2 separate regions of the Anas platyrhynchos genome follow, and region 2 is linked to region 1. A link is a contact called in public Hi-C data. All regions are on one chromosome and are shown on one strand. Each heading gives the region's core, a stretch centred on a gene start, on an enhancer-like site or on the middle of the called end of the contact. The rest is flanking DNA. Distances are from core to core; before and after follow the strand shown. Region 1 has its middle 22 kb from the start of TMEM268. Region 2 overlaps TNFSF8 (TNF superfamily member 8).

The links. Hi-C and Micro-C count contacts between places; a contact is called where the count stands out from the background.
Region 2: a Hi-C map of liver shows a contact between it and region 1, with 6 times the contacts expected there. The contact joins two enhancer-like sites. A contact is called at or near these places in 5 of 8 Hi-C or Micro-C datasets (F1 follicle, liver, skeletal muscle and 1 more).

The regions. Positions count from the first base shown.
Region 1 is chr18:5,476,079-5,478,778 of IASCAAS_PekinDuck_T2T, forward strand. No RefSeq gene overlaps it. Among named protein-coding and RNA genes, the nearest start is that of TMEM268, 22 kb to the left of the region's middle. Within about 2 kb of position 1,258, at least 4 of the 8 cell types and tissues checked have an H3K27ac peak or open chromatin away from gene starts, as enhancers often do.
Region 2 is chr18:5,566,273-5,568,972 of IASCAAS_PekinDuck_T2T, forward strand. It overlaps TNFSF8 (TNF superfamily member 8), which reads right to left. Exons shown (of 4, transcript XM_013102263.5): 4 at 87-2,700. All of the region lies in intron 2 of LOC110353216 (a long non-coding RNA gene), which reads left to right. Among named protein-coding and RNA genes, the nearest start is that of TNFSF8, 18 kb to the right of the region's middle. Within about 2 kb of position 1,254, at least 2 of the 8 cell types and tissues checked have an H3K27ac peak or open chromatin away from gene starts, as enhancers often do.

The sequences.
Region 1 (2,700 bases), core at 8-2,507:
AGCACCTCACACAGCAGCAGGGATGTCAGCCTGGCCGGGCTCGTCCCCAGCCACTTGGAGCAAGCAGAGGCAGCAGCGCCAGCACAGGATGTCCCTCGGGTGTGTGGCATCTCCTGCTGCTTGCTGCTCATCGCAGGGGCAGGGGAGCCATCACCTGGCCCTGCTCCAGTTACCGTTCTTTGCTGGGTGTTTCTAGCAATTGCTGCAACCTCCAGCAGAACAGCATTTTGTGATAATTTGCCCATGGAGCATGGGATAAGGCTCCTCGCTCCCTGTGTCTTCTGTGGACACACATAAATAAGCGATCATATGCAAGTCAGAGCTGTGAGCACTTGAATGTGTTGTCTTGAGCCTGCTCTGGTGTAGGGCAGCTCTAAAGTAACCCCACACTAACACCCCTGCAGGCCTCCCTTTCTTCTCTTAGTTCTGCTGAATGCAGAAAACTTTTTTTTGCTGTTCCTCCTAACCCTTCCTTTCTATATCTGCTACAGCTCAGCATTTGAGTTTGTGACTAATACGTGTGCTGCTGTCCTGTGCAACGTTCAGCCGTGTCCCCCTTCCCGGGAGCTGTGTCACTCATTCTGGCTTTCTGAAAGACTTCTTGCTGCAGCTGTGCCGGTTCTTCACAACACTTTCCGTTTTTCTGCAGGAGGAGGGTTGCTGCTGTGCCGTTATTAGTCTTTTACTAGCTGCCCACTCTTCTGCTTCTCTTTGATTACTTTCCAGTTTCAGATTCTCAGCACATTCTTGATATGAACCAAAGCTGACAGTTCATGACCTGAAGTGGCTTACAAATATGAATATGCGTTCTCATTAAGAGTTGTGCTTTTCGCTCTGCTTGGGCATCGGCAGCCACGCTGCAAGCAGGGATTTAACACAAGGTGGGCAAGAGATGGAGTCCCTGACCCTTCACCACCCGGGTGGCAGCGCTGCCTGGAGCGCAGTGATGCAAACGCTGCTCTTCCCTCCCTGCCGGCATCCGGTTTCACGCACAGCCACGAGTGAGAACTCCTGACTTCAAGAGAGGAAATAGTTTTCGACTGAAACCAAAAGTAGTATCAGGATTCCTTAAATACTCACGCAGAAAGTATTCCTCCTCAGTTCTTGGCTGCCGCCGCGCTGTGTGCAATAGGCTGCCTGTGGTGCATTTATTAGGAAGGAATCCCATCCGCGGTTAAGTCATGCTGCAGCCCCGTAGGTCAGCCAAGCGAGCTGAGGACACTTGGCTCATGCCTCCAAGTATTCTGACTCGGTTTTGGTGTAACCCAGATTTGTTGTCAGTGATGAGCTGTGGCTCGTAAGGCACAGCAGGGCTTCCAGTAACAAGAGAGAGACCACAGCAGCAAGGAAAGGGAAGTATCTCCCCTGATAACGCTGCATGTTGTTATGTGGTTGGACCACAGATTTTTTTATTTTTTCCTTTTCAGGCTGAAATAATGTGAAAGTTGCATCAGGAGCTATCAGTGACAGCATGGATGAGTGGCTGTGCTCTGAGCATTTTGAGCTCCTGGGTTATTTTGTTGCCCAGGTCTGGCCCTTAGGGCACAGGGGGGACGAACATTAACTGGGCTGCAAACAGCACATTGCAAAGGGGTTCAGGTGGTCCTAAATATGCCTGCGAGTTCTGGACAGGCAGAGCTTTTTTCCTGAGCTGAGCTTAACAGGAGGCTCTCAGATAAAGCCAGAGAAATATCGTCACTAACCTGCTGTTTCCAGTCCTCTCCTGTAGCCACTGATAGGGCATTAAGTGGAGGGCTGAGGGACCCTGAAAAATGAACGAGACATCTGCAAAACTGCCTTTTTCTTAAGATTCCTCCAACATGCCAACAATTTATGCTTAAAGGGGTGATTGCGTGACACATCCTGGTAGAAGGTGTCCCTGCCCACGGCAGGGGATTGGAGCTGGATGGTTTTCAAGATGATCAGAAGATATGGCTGGTGAGCTCTGGGAGCAAATTAAAGGAAGATGTTGCGTCTAACATAGACAGGAGTGAGGTTTTTAGAGCAGGGCAGGGATTTAGCTGTTAACATTAATGGGACATTCATAAAAAAATCCCTCTGGGCTACTTTACAAATGAGCCCAGGGTGGCAGCAGGCCAGGCTGTTGACTCCACAGGCCTGATGCGACTTTTCCCCATGACAGCTTTAAGTCTCCAAGATCACCTCCCTTAACTTTAATACATTTAGCCTGAATTTACAGCACTGTAAGTGCGGGTGCAAGTTTTCTGTGCGTGTTAGAGGCCAAATTTGATATTTCTGCCAAGAGCAAAGCCAGCCAAAACTGTGACACAGAGAGCCCAGATCAGGTGGCGAGATGGATTTTCAGAACCCCTCACAGACCTCCAGTGGGACTGGTGCTGCGGGCTGCGAGGTTTTGAAAATCCCAGGCAAGGGCCTCGATGACCCCTCTATGGACAGTGGCATCCAAGTGACTCACAGGACCCAGCACAAAGTGATTGTGCTGATTAAAGCAGTTTCTAAATCAGGTTGGCTACATCAGCAGCCCTTTCCCCAGGGGACGTGACAGCAGGAGGTGGCTCCCGGTGCCAAGTGGGCACAGGCCCCAGCACAGAGGGACTCCAGGGATCCCGTGGTGCCCAAAATCATCAGGCTGCTTCCCGTAAGAAGCATTGCCTGACTGGAATCAGGAAGTGCTGAGAATTCCCCAAAGAACTAAAGAACTTGGAAGCTTTGCAGAGA
Region 2 (2,700 bases), core at 4-2,503, 90 kb after region 1:
ACTGTGTTCAGGCGTTTTCCACCCAGACGTGTTTGATTAAAGACACGCTGCACTGCAATATGAATCAGACGTGTTTATTCAGGAAAACACTCCCTCCCCACCCCCAACTCAATATTTTAACTGGAATAATTAACAACATCAAAAGAAAAAACTTACGTCATTTTACATGATACAATTATTTTGACATTTCATGTGTCTATTGCTAAAGCTCCCAATGCACTGTCTCACAACACAGTCAGGTTTATACATGAAAAAATACCCTTTAAATATAAAGGCTCTGATATTCTGCACACAATCTGCTTGCCAAAGGCAGAAGTTCTACTCTTCTACCACTGTCAAGCTTGAGGAACTCCTTGAAGCCCCTGGAATTTACATTCATATAAAGTATTAAAAAACTGCATATTCTCATTTTTAAGCATTAAACTTATTATTCCTCTTAAGCGTAAGCTTTAGAAATACCTATTTTTAAACTGTTGCATATGCCAACACACACTCACATCCTCAAAGTTAGAGTATCAATAGACCTCATTTAACTGTTCAATCAGTTTTTTTCCCAACTCTTCATGTTTCGGTGGTTTCCTTCCTTTTTCCTCCTTTACATTCTAATTTTTTTTTCCCATCCATTTTTATGAGAATGAAAAATAGAATCAAAAAGGGGAAGAAGCAGAAAAACAGAAAAACACGGAAAGGAGGAATTTTCAAAATTTCTCCGTCACTTCAGTTCCTTCAGCAGGTTTGAAAAAACAACAACAACAACAACAAAAAACACTTAATAAACAGTTTTAAGTGAACAAATGCTCCCTTCAAAACTTAAATACTTAATTGGTGCCTAATTCCAAAATGTTGCTCCCCCCATCAGTTCTGGACAAGTCCAAGCAACATGCACTAGTGGTAGTGAAATGGCCTAAGTGGGAGAGACTTATTCTTTTTTGCACTCATACACCTGACAACTTACTCAGTTGGCACTGGCGTTTTATCTTACAAACGTGCTCTGCAGGAGAGCCGCGGGCTTTCCAGGAATCTCACCCAGCCTCACAGCACAGGTAGTGCTCTGCTCAGAGCTGTAGAAAGTGCCATGAATTATCAGGCCACAGATTAAATGATCGTTTATCATCTCATCTTGAATGGAGCTGTTGAGAGCCAGGGCTTGGTGGACTGAGTAAAGATTAAGTCACCAGCTGACAGTGTGTAAAATAGGCAGCTAATTTGGGTACTCTGACTCACCGCCTGGACATTCTTGCTTCAAGACAGCTATACAGGGAAACAGGGATCCTAAATTTAGATGGTGTGGACATGACTGAAGGGAAATGGTGTGCCAATATCTGCAGGATATGGCATCTGAGGAAAAACTGATCTTACTCATGGTCTACGACATTCTTGTCTTGCAGCAGAGGAGGGTGGTTGCTGCGTACAAGCAGCCCAGAGGTGATGGTGAGTGTGGAGGGGCTGAAGGCTCTGGCTGTGATGCAAAGGTCTCACAGCAGAGCCTGCATGCTGGGAGCTCTGGAGCTTCACTCTCCTTAAGGCATCTGAATTTTGGAATGCGCTGTGCCAGGCTTCTTTGGTCTCTGCCCTTTTCAACTCCAAATCTTCAAGCTCATGGGACCATTTCTGAAAACAGAAATCAGGGGGTCCTAAACCTGAGCTCCCCAAAACATTTTTCCAAGACTCCATATCCTCACAGCCCATCATGTTTTCTTGCAGTTGAGCCTATTACAACCATAAAAAGCTGTAGCTGGAAGAGGTTTTGAAGGTCACTCAGTGCAACTCCTGCTGTCGCAAGTGTTGCTTGTAAGAATTTGCGTCGTTACAGCTGTTCCTCCTACGGAGGATGCCTTTGCTTTCCCTTATTCTTCATACTGAACACACATTGTATCACTTCCACTTTGGAAAGACCTGCCAGCAGACGCAGTTAGAGGTCCCCAAGATCAAAGGCTTCTTATTTATTTTGCTTTTTGGTTGGGTATTTGTGCTGGTTAGTCCCTTTCTTACTTTAATTGCATGATAGGGTACTTGAAAAAACATAGACCTGCTTGCGCTTTTCATATCTAATACTGAATTATGCAGAACAACTTTCAGAAGAAAAACATACTAAGAGCATGAGCTAGTGGCTGAGGCTTCTGCAGAATGTTGTTTGCTCTCCAAAGGAATTTGGGTACGTAAGAGGCATGCGGAGTCAGGCAGTTAGTTGGCAGAAGGCCAGCGCGGCATTGATCCAGGTGAGGTTTTTCAAACAGGACCATTAATTTTTGGGTAATACACAGCCCCTTGTCTGGCCCATGGCACAGTAAGGAATTTCTCTCTAAGTGACTAAGATTTCCTCCTTGTGGGAAGTGTGGAAAAACATAAAATAAAACAAAACCAGAAGTGAAGCGAATGCAAAACTCCAACTCCATCCATCAGCACTTGTTCAGCCTAACTAGTGCATGTGTGTCAGATAAGCCGTGACCTCATTTTTGGATCTGCACTTTGAGGAGCTTGGGTTCAGGCCAATTTCATGGGAGGTGTCAATGAGCCCTGTGCAGTGTAATTACAAGCCTGAATTAAAAGCCTCTGCAGCTTTGGGGAAATTTGGATCCAACTATGTAATCTCTGATATTAAGCTTGATTTGATTTTGATTTGCTGCCCCCGGGTGAGCTTGGATGGAAGTGTATTGCATTGACTTAACTTCATTTAAGTTCCTACAAACATTTCCTACA